Linked DNA regions of Mus musculus: region 2 is linked to region 1. A link is a contact called in public Hi-C data. All regions are on one chromosome and are shown on one strand. The core of a region is the stretch at or near the end of the contact, and the rest is flanking DNA. Distances in the headings are between cores, read along the strand shown.

Region 1 (5,448 bases), core at 2,806-5,305:
ATAAAAGCAGATGCAGCAAGTTGTATTTATACATATTTGTACATAAACATACATACATATACACATATACAACAGTAATAATAAAAGAAAGAGAGGCTATCACCTTGAGAGGGACATGGAAACGGTTGGAGGAAGGACACATGGGAGGAGCCAGAGAGGGGAAAATGTAATTCTATTCCAATGAAAAACATATTTCTAAAAAAAAAAATCAGTTCAAAAGGCACTGCAACTTTTTATAAAAGGTTTGCCACATGTACATTATACATTATAATTAAATATATTGCTCATCTTTATATTTGGATAAGTGTAGAATAAATAAAATACAAATTCCATTCCCTTAAAAAAAAAAAAAGAAGATTTGCCCCAAATAAACCTTTCAGATGGTAAGCACGGTTGTCTTTATTCACACTCAGCGAAGCATATTTAACTCACTTTGAAGCAAAGCTTCCCAACGAAGCAATGCATTCCAAACTAGTTAAGGTTAAGCATCAGGTTGAGGTTGGCAGATTCATAAAAAGTCTCACTTCACAATGAGGACAAGGGTCTAATACTCTCCTTGTTGCTACTTCAGCACGCAGCTGTCAAACAAACAGAAAAAGCTAACAAAACTCAAGACTCTTCTCTGGGTAGTTCACCATAAATTCCTTCTGGGTTTCCTTAAAACGTCCCAAGTTTTTCTTTTGCAAAAAAAAACGGCAAATGGCTAAGAGGTAATAAGTCTTGACTGGACCTGACTCTTTCCATTGCAATGAGTCTCTGGCTGGGGCGGGGGTGGGGGGGAGAACCACTCAAATGTGCCTGCATTTCTTTCTCCTGGCACAGTAGAGCAGCATCTTTTGTGAGTGACCCACCCCCTGATGCTCTGATTTCTCAGAGTTAACAGTGTTCTCCAAAAGTCCTTCATGCAGTCTTTGGCAAGCTCTGGGCAACAACGCTGAAGCCTAGTGTCTCAGCTACAACTGGTCCAACATGGGTATTTGTTAACCTAGCCAAAGGATCATTGAAAACTTAATGTGTGAGTTTCCAGCAACACACCTCCCCATGCAAGCATGTGAGCACACATGATAGCCTGGATTTCTACATTGCACATACTGTTGAGATGAGTGAAAATAAGAACACTTCATATCCAAATAACTTCTAATCCTTGTGTATTTTTCTCACACAAATCTTACTAAAAGCACCAGTGCAATCACACACACACACACACACACACACACACACACACACACACACACACACACACACACGTACGTTTGTTCTGCAGATTTACAAGGAATATCTGAAGATGCTTTGTCATCAGACAGCATGATAGTGTTTTCCGCTAACCACTAGGGGGCAGTACAGACCAACCAAAGGTGCAAGCATCCGCCGTGGCCCTGGATTTGAGAGGATCTCAAGGTGATAAAAACCACTTGCTTATAATGAAGAATTTAGACAAAACAGTTCAGGCCTCGTGTTTTTAAAACTCAACGTGAACATGGAATGCTTTTTCTCAACACCGTGAGAAATATGTATGTTCTTTGTGATATCGTAGACATTAATTGCCGTGAGTCTAGGCTCAACATGCCTGAGTTTAAGCTTGATCGACCTTTAAAGGTGCTGTAACCACACTCATGTTCTTTAACTTCCCTCCCTCGCTTTCTTTCTCTTTCTAATGTGGATGAACATTTTGCCTTTACCACATACCTGCCTGGTGTCCACAGAGGCCAGAAGAGGTGATGGAACCCCTGGAACTGGCATTAAGGACAGTTGTGAGTCACCGTGTATGCTGGGAATCAAAAGGGTCCCTCTGGAAGAGCAACTTTTAACCAGGAAGTAATCTCTCCCACCTGCCTCTCCGCTCAACTGTGGATCTTGCTCTACTTAATTAAAATTGAACATGCTCTGGGTTCACCTTAGTAAAACTGAACACATTAGAGTTTATACAGCCAAGATCCAAATACTGCCTTCTCCAAGGTAAACATCTTGGTAATTTGGGCAACTCCTCCAGCTTAGGTTTTTTTCACTTGTAAAACAGATCTAGCAAGATCAATCCTTTGGCAACTGCTTGAAGCATGAATGTACACATACTTAGTGCAGTGCCTGGCACATAGTAAAACATAACATATATTTCTGTACTATTCTTAATATTCTTTTTACAATGACAAATGATAATAATATTATTATATTTGTGACCAAAATATGTGGAACTGCATCTACACTATTGCTAACCTTAAAGGCCCACTGAGAAATACGGACATGAAATGTATTTTCTGGTTCTGACTCCCACACTGGCCACATACTGAAAGTTTATTAAGCTCTGAAGTTTCACAGAGATTGAATACCAAAAAAGGTGCGTGGAGAGTTTTATCTTTGTCAAGCAATGCCTTTTGCTCTCCTTTTGGAGGTAGACCTTTCGGTCGGATCAAAGTCTCCAGGTTTCTCCTAAGGGGCTGAGTACCAGAGGTCGGTCCTCATCCATTTCTGGACCGAGTTCCCAGAGGAAAGCGTCTGCCTCTCCCTCCGCTGCTCTCTGCCCTCAGGATCTCAGTTGTCCTTAAGCAAGGCTGGCTCCATTCCATGCAAGCTTTCTTCCTGTTTCTGTAGAGGGCATTTGTCTCTTAAAAAGTCATGTGTAGTTCATATAAAAATGCCCCCCTCATCCGTTACTTCACGTTTAACTAGATCTGTCTGAGGAGTTTGGTAGGGCTGAAGTGTTGCCCAGGCTGGCCTCGAACCCAGAAATCCTCCTGTCTCTGCCTCCCAAGTGCTGGGATTAAAGGCGTGCGCCACCACTGCCCAGCCAGCCTGCAGTCTCTTACAGTAATTAAAACAGTGACCACTGTTTTCAACAAAGCAAATTGGCCTTGTGAACTTACTGATCTTTTGGGGGACAGAGGCAAGAGGGTCACATGACTGTTGCTGCCCGGAAGCACTAATGGGCAGCCAATCAGGTTACTTCTTGGCAATGGCTTGCATTCCCCATGGAGTTGAGTTCCGTCCGACCTCTAAACGCTTGATGTGCTGGACAACACCACTGCTCTGGTTAGCCCCATTAAGGACCCAGCTACAGTAGGTAACAATATCCCCAAGAGCGAGAGAAAACGGTAAGCCCTGCATGGCTTCTGGAGGACAAGCTCCCCAGCGAACCAAGGACTCTGTTTTCACCATGCTAAGGGTTCAAAAAGCTCGTCTAAAACAAACAAACAAAACAAAAACAAAAAACCCCAGAACTTCTGTAGCTGGCTGGCTTGTATTCCAGTGTGGTCATGTCTGCCCTTTAAACGTGGCAACTGAAGGACTTTGTAAAACCTGAAAACAGTTTAGGACATTAAAGGGACGTCCCTACCCACCCACCCCCAAACAGGAATTTCCATGCACTGTGGAAACTATTCAGAGGCAAAAACATAGCATCTTGATGAATATAATAGGGTCTCACATCCCCTCTTATAGGGACACAACTCTCATTGACTTAAAAGTGACATTTCCAAACAGGCTGCAAGAATGATTCGTCTCCCAAACAAAGCGGGCTGCATTTGTTCCGATAGAATGGCTGCTTCTCTTCTTTGTGTCCGCATAATTTGGTAGAGCACTCCCTCGTTCATTCATTCGAGGGTGACTCTCATTTGAGAAATTTTCTCAATGAGACCATTTAAAAATATTTTTAAATCCAGAGCTTTCCTCTAAGGCCTCTTTCAGTCTTCTCTGCCTTGTAGCTTAACAGGGACGGCAAGATTAGTCCTTAAAAAAAAAAAAGAAAAAATATTTTGCAGTAAAATTCAGCCTAAAAGAGATCATGTACTGTAACATCATGTCTGCCTGGACATGTGCGGCTACTAGAAGTGTTCTGATTGTATCAAGTCCCCTCCCCCATTCAATTAAATGATATGGAAGAGAAGTCATTTAAACAGACATTCACATGCTAAGATCATTTCCAGAATAGCCCACCTCTGCAGTTTAAAAACTGTTCTATGGAAACAAGAGACGCAGGTATGTGCCTCCCTGACCCCCACTGGGGTCCAATCTCCCTCCTATCCCCCTTCTCCGGTCCCATGCACTTCCTGGCCCCGCAGGTCAGAATGCCCATAAATTTCAGGGTCTGACACTCTGTCGGGGGCAGAGGTGAGGCCTGAGGGAAGAGGTGAGTCCAAAGCACATCTTCATTAAGTCAAACAAAGCAGTCATGCAGGGTTTACATCGTGGGCCTGTGGATGTGCTTCACCGTGGCTCTTTAAATAAACAACAAGGAAAGAAAAATACCACAGACTCTGTTGATGGCAAGGCTGAATATAACCTGTGCCGGAGACGTGAACCAGGAGCGGGGGCCTGGAAGAGTTCTGAGCCTCTTCCCAAACACGATCAACCCACAAGTTACAATAAGTGAGTGTATTCGATTTGTTTTAACTTTTTTTCAGGTGCTGGGGATCAAAGCCACGCCCTCACCCCCGGGAGGTAACCTCACCACTGAGCTACAACACACCCCAGGCCTGTGTCTAGAGTTAAAAGGGTCTCAAAATACCAAAGATAAGATGGGGGTTAAATTAAGAACTGGTCAGCAAGCAAGCTGTGGTTGTTTTTCAGCCTTACCTTCCTCTACTTGAGCAATTGAAAAGTTGCTGGGGTTTTTTTCTTTTTTTTTTTTTACATCAGTGTTTAACTTCAGCCTAGCTCTTTAAAACTAAGAAAACAACAAAAGAATGAGATTGTTAAATATCAAATATCAAAGAACTTACTACTCCATTCTAAACGTCCCTCTGAGTGAGAAGAGAAGGATCAAGTTGAGTAACACTTTGTCTGAGAGCGCCAAATGTGTCCTCCTTGCTAATCTCCTCCTGGGATTTCGCTCTTCACTTGAGCAAATTAGCTGAGGGTGAACGATGATCAAAAGAGGAGCTTATGAAGAGCGAACTCCATGAACTGTTAGTGAGCCTGAAATGCAGATCACAAAATCTCCCAGTGGATAAAGATCAGAAGCAAGGGCAGGGATGTAAGCAAGAGACATCTGCCATAAAAATAAATGGGGGAAACAGGAAGACAGACGGGGAGAGGGGCTAAGAGGGCACTCGCCTTTAATGCCAGCATGCGGAGGCAAGAGTAAAGACTATGAGTTCGAGGCCAGCCTGGTCTTAGTAGTGAGTTCTAGGCCAGCCAGAGACCTTCAGAGAGAGAGAGAGAGAGAGAGAGAGAGAATAAGTTTCTCTTTAAAAGAATAGACATGCTTGGGTTTGATTCCCAACTATAGGATGAAAAGGAAATTATTATAAACAACTCAGTGGAGGACTGTCTAATACACCACTGCCCATGCCTTCAGTAGAGCCATATGAAACTGAGAAAATATCACCACATCAGAGAATGGTATCCAGGATGCATGGGTGCTCCAGTATATATACATACAAATATGTATGTGTGTATGTGTATATATGTGTATGTGTGTATATATATATATATATATATGTGTGTGTGTGTGTG
Region 2 (6,263 bases), core at 3,246-5,745, 230 kb after region 1:
GATGTTTGCTTCCAATGCATAGCACTCTGTGTGTGAAAGAGATCCATGGACTTCCTTCTCACTCTCCTCCGCATGGGCTAACTTCCCACAGTGGCTCCATCCTGAGGATCCTATGAGGATGCTATTGATGAGAGCATCACTGTCCATTTGCTCAGCGGGGTTACCTGAGGCCAGTTCTCTCAGTTCTGCATCCGTGCATCATAAATCTGGGACACGTGAGCTGAAATTAGGTACTTCCCCTTTCTGGTCCTTATTCCACAGATATTGGGCAAAGTATCCCCATGATTGATGAAGAAATTGATATTTGCTGTAAGATGAGGACAGCCTGTTTGTTCTGAGATGCCCAGTGGAGTGTAGTTTGATCATTCTGAAGCACAAAGCAGCTTCAAGAAAAATCCTCACCTTAGCAACATAGTGGAGCAGCCCTGGGTGGGCTTCCAGACGCCTCTGCTCTCCCAGCCTGCACTGTTATTCTTCACTCGGGGTGGGGGTGGGGTAACTCTGCCAGAGGGGTAAAGAAGATGCCGTGAGCTAGGCCAGAGAGATGAACGGCTTGGTGAGCACTAAGGGGGTCAGTCTGAAGGGGACCTTCTAAGGAGTCGGTCGCTCAGATGAAGTTTAGAAAAATTAGTGTCCCCCACCGCACCCCTTCAAAGAAATAAATAGAACAGTTGGGAAGCCTTTGGAAGAAATGAAATTTTGGTGATGTTTATGGATGTAAAATGAAATAAAGAATGTGTGTCTCTTCATCTTCAACCATAGTGGGGTTTTAGAGCTTTGGTAATCGCCACACCGAGGCCGAACAGGGAACAGTTAGTTCATCATGAATTGTGATGTGTCTTTTTAACTCAGCCATTAAGCCTGGAGTTCCGCAGTTTTCCAGCTCATCTGAACATGGAGACTGAAGGAGAAGTTTTGTTTGGCAGGGGTTCATTTTTTTTTTTTTTTGAGACAAATGTCTTCCTGTGTAGCCCTTGCTGTCCTGCATTTCCTATGTAGCCTAGGCTGGTCTCAATCCTATAACAACAGTCCCTTTTCTTCAGCCTAAGTGCTATAGGCCTTTACTGCCATGCCTGGCCAACTGGTTGTTTTTAGATTCTTGTAGATCTCTCTCTCTCGCTCGCTCGCTCGCATGAAAACTTGGGGTTTCTACCTGCAGGTTCAGTATAGAGGTAGCAGTGACAAGGAACAGTAATGCCCCTCTTCCGTGTACGGATCCTGCACAGGATCTAGAACTTTCAAACGAGTCCCAAGTGAGCCATAGGCTATGTTTGTCAACAGGGTAAATTTTGTAGCAGCCAAGCATGCATGTACAGCTGCTTTTGGCCTCTAGACCAGCTGCCAACAGGGTGGAGTTTCTGGCTCTTTCCCCAGAGTGTTTCAGGTTGAACCAGAAGCTAGACTTTCTGGGGCTGGAACACAGTCCCAGTGGCACAGCCGTGTGGAGACTGTTTTGGAAAGAGAGGGGCGGGGTGTGGAGTAGAGAAGCTGCTGAGGTCTGTCCCCTCACCCACTCATTTCTCTCTCCATCTTCATCTCATCCCTGCCCCCCAGTCATCTTGCCACCTGAGATAAGGAGCTGTCTGAGCCCCGAAGCACACTGCATGCAGAAGGGTGAGGTTTGCAGGATGAAGGTTGTGTGTGGGAGTGGGGGGTGGGGAGGAACCTATAGAACCTGTTTTCCCGACTCAGCCTTTGGGTGTGTCTGGGTTGTGTTGATTTGATTTGGTTTCCCCCCTCCTTTCCCAAGTGCCATCTCCCTTAAGAATTTGTGGTTTGAAGTCTCTAGTAGGAAGGGACTTTTTCTAGGGTTTTGGTAGGGGTGTGGTTCACCTGCCCTGCGGTGTTTCCCTTCGCCTGTGTTGGAGTGGGCCCATGGATATAATGAGTTTAACCCAAATGATCTGGAAACATCAGGGCTCTAGACACAGAGCGGCCTCACCACTGTTGTTCTAGAGTGACTGAAAAAGATCTTGCAAACAGGCTTCATGCCCTGAACAGGGAGGTTTTCCAGAGCGAGCAAGTGGTGTGTGTCTTTTGTATTATGAAGATGTCACCAGCCTTGTCTGTCTCACAGCTGCCGTTCTGGGTACACGGCATGGCAAAACTGCTGTGTAACCGAGGACCGTCATCCATACGGTTTTCACAAAGGTTTTGCCCACTTGCACTTTGCAGATGCCGTTAGAGCTGAGCATGGCGGTGGTGATGTTAGCTCACAGCATGGCTGTTATCCACCCTCAGTCTCCTCGCTCATTGTTGGTTTCCACATGTTGGCAAAAGAGGTTCAAGCATGTGTTGGCAAAAGAGGTTCAAGCATGTGTAGGTCTCGGTGTTTTGACAAGCCTAAGAGCAAACAGAACCTGGCTTAATTGTCTCGAGACTCACAAATTGTGCTTAAGTTCCAGCTTCAGGAAGCATGGCTAGCTTCTGTGTTTCATCGCACCCCAGTGGGTGCTTTAAGTTGTGACAGAGGAGTTAGAATAATGTTGAAAATAGTTATTTGTCAGCCATAGTTGACAAAATCTAAGTGCCCTTGGGTTTGGGGTTCAAGATTAGTCTCTAGCTGGGCATGTAAGTAACTTTCAACGTGAACGCTCTCTTTAGTACAGAAATCCAGATGAGCGGCCTTGGATCATCCCACCTTTATGTGCAGTGTACCCAGAACCTTTGGCGTGTGGCATGAACAGCAGTACATTAGGTCCTGTCCGTGACTGTTTTCACTGTCTCTGATTCAGGTGGAGTCTTAGATTGGCACCTGAGTGGGAAGTGGGCTTTGAGTCTCACTGCTCTGGAGTGTATGTCCAGCAAGTTTGCCACCCACGTCCTCCTGCACCTGGGTCTTTGCAGCATGCGGTTTGGGTTTTAATGCTGGCCTCCTGTGGCACTGGACAGAGTGCTCTCTGAGGATAAGGTGAAGCAGAAACCCTTCTCTGTGGTATCCTTTTCACGTGATGTAGGAATTGGAATGCTATCAGATAATGACATGGAAAATATTCCTTTTTTCAGATCAAATATTTCCCCTTTTGCATTTGGAGTTTCTCTGTGATTGTTTTTCTCAACCTTTCACAGCCTCTTAATTAGAGCGTTCTGCTGCTGGAGGACGGGCAGCATCGTCAAACTTGGTGCATCTTATAAGGGGGCATAAGAGCGTCAGACAGGCAGCTGGAGTGCCGGCTCGTCCAGATGCGGAAGCCAGAACTCCCCATTCGGGAATCTTCACTGTTGTCTTTCTTTGTTCCAGAAGCGAAGGCTGATAATGAACCGAGCTGCTCTCCAGCAGCTCAAGAACTGTTGACAAGGCTGGGATTTCTACTGGGAGAGGGGATCCCGAGCGCCACACACATAACCATTGAAGACAAAAATGAAGCCATGGTAATGCCAGAGGAAGAAGCTGCATTTCCTACATGCTCAGCATGCACCCTACCGGCACGTGTGGGAGAGTGGGGCTCTCATTACTGTTTGGTCAAATGAGTTCTGGGCACTTGTGTTTTGAAATTTAATACAACAGTTAGTTTCTGGGTCTCAGCTGGGGATAGTGGTGGAAATTGTTAAGGACAAACAGAAGGGATCAGAACTTAAGAAAATGTCCATATTAACCTTACAGCCATGGCCCAGAGAATATCAGCTACATGTCGTCTTGTAATAAGGGTACTTCTGTCTTGAGAGCACCGTTACTCTCACGAACTGCTTTGGTCTGTGGTTTTCTGTGCTCTCTCAGCTGTTGGGATGGGGGGTGAGGGGGAAGTCAGTGGGGTGAAGAGAATATTGATAGGAGATGAGGTAGAGACAAAATGGGAGAGAATCAAATGTCTCACCCTTCAGGGAGACGCACTCCGTCTCAGGGAACCCAGCCACCAGGCTCCCGCCACCTGTGAATGTGCAAGTAGCAGTGCAAGGAGTTGGGACTTCTGCCTCCCTCCACCCAGGGTCTCTGTGAGGAGGCATGGCTGGGGCGGAGGGTGGCGGGGGAGGGCGTTGATGGAGACTGCAGTGGTCACCAGTCTCCTTTCCTGAACACACAGCTTATAAATCTTGAGGAATAAAGTCAGGCTGCCGTGCTTGTGAAACATTATAGAAACATGGTCCCCAGGTTTCCCCGCACAGAGGTCAAATAACCCATTTGTCTTCTTGAGGCTTTAAATGAAAGGAAGTCTGCCTGTTGGCCATCTCTGTTTTATGAATTTGTGTTCCCACTGAAGCATTGCTAAGACTGCCCTTTTAGTTGAAACCTCAAAGGAGGCAACCAGAACAAAGAAAGACACATCTCTTTTAAGCATTTTGGAAAATCGTGTCTGTCCCTATTTAGCTACAGAAGTTAAAAAAAAATGTCTCCGTTTGTCTTGTGTTTAAGTTTCATCATTTTGGCGTCCAAAACAAAAACATGTGTTGAAGCACACATACTGTGTAAGCCGTGTTAACCCCTCCCTCCCTCTCTCCCTCCCTCCCTCCCTTCCCCTTGCAGTGCACAGCCCTGAGTCAAGGCATCAGCCCTTGTTCCACACTCACAAGCAGCACTGCCTCTCCCAGCACCGACAGCCCCTGCTCGACCTTGAATAGCTGTGTCAGCAAGACGGCAGCCAGCAAAAGTCCCTGCGAGACCATTAGCAGCCCCAGTTCCACCCTGGAAAGCAAGGACAGTGGAATTATAGGTAAGAAGCACACTACCTGGCAATGTAACGGCCCGATGCATGGCAGCCGGAGCACTATAGCCACCTCGTGAGAGGGTTCCTTGTGGCCCGTGAAGGTCAAACTGTAGACACACCCCCCGCCCCCCTTACTGCTGACAACTCGGGGGCTGCCTGCAGCCAAGAGAATGAATTTTAGCTTCTCTATTCCTTGATGTTTATTTTATATCACTGCACCCATATGCTTTTTTTTTTTCTTAAAACAAAAACAAAAACAAAACCCCTCCCACCTTCCCGGTCACTTCATTCCTTTGCATTAGGTCCCCTTAGGGCACCACAGCAGGGTAATGAAATGCCTGCAAATAAAGCAGTTTTCACAACCAGATCTCAAGGTTGCTTTCCCGCCTGATGACCTATGGGGCTTGTGTTCTCTGAATGTTGCTTATAATGGGATCTGGTCACTGTTTTGAGGCCAGGGTTTTCTAAGAAAGCCTTCCTGGGCCTCCTGGTAGATGCAGTCCTGCTGAGTTGAAGACTGAATTCTAATGGGCTTGAGCAATATTGAATTAACTCCTTCACATACTTCCTTGTCTAGAAAACCAAGGATTTCAGCTAATTCGTTAGCCCGTAGACCTGTGCGATATTAGAATCCAGTGACTCTGAGAGTGTTCATTTCCGTACCCCAGCCTGGACTGATTGTTCGTATGATCCTGCAGGCGTGCTCAGCGGTGGCAGAGCAGTGATCTAGGGTGTCTGCTTTCCACCAGCAGACGGGTACAGTCGGGTGGGACCCAAAGGCGTCACTCGAGCCTTCTGCTGTACAATCATGTTGATATCACAGTGGGCCTCTTCTGAACAGTTCCCGGCCTTCCCTTTGCTGGGCTATGGCCATGTCTTTGAGGAGCCGTTATGTGCCATCTTTCATCAGCTCCATAGTCACATTAATACGTAGTCAAATAGACCTCTGAGCTCCGTGTTCTCTGGTCACTTGCGCTTTCATCCAAGTATAATTTAAAAACCAAATCATGCGTTTATCCAGTTCAGACTTTGAAGATGCTCCTGAACCCCACACCCGTGAAAGTACTGGGGTCCCGCTGTAGATCTCTGCATGTATTGGGGAGGACCCAGCTACAGCCAGGAGGCTGATCTCGGTGGGACCGAACTCTTACGGATCCGTTTCATGTTGCACTCATTTCGGTTTCAAAATGTAATCTACGCCGGGCGTGGTGGTGCACGCCTTTAATTCCAGCACTCAGGAGGCAGAGGCAGGTGGATTTCTGAGTTTGAGGCCAGCCTGGTCTACAAAGTGAGCTCCAGGACAGCCAGGGTTATACAGAGAAACCCTGTCTCGGGAAAAAAAAATGTAATCTACACATAATAGTCATTCCCTTAAACTATCGGTTAACTTCTAGTATGTTCAAAATCAGGTACCTGTCCTTACAAGCTGGTCTTAGAACACGGTCGCCATTGCCACGAGTGACATTCCAGCAGCTTGAAATTGTTGTTTGAGCTGATTTGGGGAATTCTGTATGAATGGAGGCCTTACCGCAAATCCTTATTTATTTATTTATTTATTTATTTATTTATTTATTTATTTCCCAGCCTCAAGGCCTTTGCCTGAGCTGATCCAGCCAGTTG

Evidence for each region. A called contact is a pair of places that touch in the nucleus more often than the background predicts.
Region 2: a contact with region 1 is called in a Hi-C map of nephron progenitors, with 2.2 times the contacts expected there. The contact joins two enhancer-like sites. A contact is called at or near these places in 1 of 15 datasets of contacts at CTCF or cohesin (the NIH/3T3 cell line), 4 of 484 Hi-C or Micro-C datasets (bone marrow-derived macrophages, embryonic fibroblasts, embryonic stem cells and 1 more), 11 of 115 datasets of contacts at active chromatin or transcription factors (cardiomyocytes, differentiating embryonic stem cells, embryonic basal ganglia and 3 more) and 3 of 9 other capture datasets (adipose tissue, liver and pancreatic islet).

Annotation. Positions count from the first base shown.
Region 1 is chr2:59,540,341-59,545,788 of GRCm38.p6, forward strand. No RefSeq gene overlaps it. Among named protein-coding and RNA genes, the nearest start is that of Gm39831, 31 kb to the left of the region's middle. Within about 2 kb of position 4,056, at least 22 of the 459 cell types and tissues checked have an H3K27ac peak or open chromatin away from gene starts, as enhancers often do. A contact at or near this core is called in nephron progenitors, where this site is marked.
Region 2 is chr2:59,767,891-59,774,153 of GRCm38.p6, forward strand. It overlaps Tanc1 (tetratricopeptide repeat, ankyrin repeat and coiled-coil containing 1), which reads left to right. Exons shown (of 27, transcript NM_198294.3): 6 at 3,242-3,372; 7 at 4,463-4,649. Among named protein-coding and RNA genes, the nearest start is that of Wdsub1, 110 kb to the right of the region's middle. Within about 2 kb of position 4,496, at least 37 of the 459 cell types and tissues checked have an H3K27ac peak or open chromatin away from gene starts, as enhancers often do. A contact at or near this core is called in nephron progenitors, where this site is marked.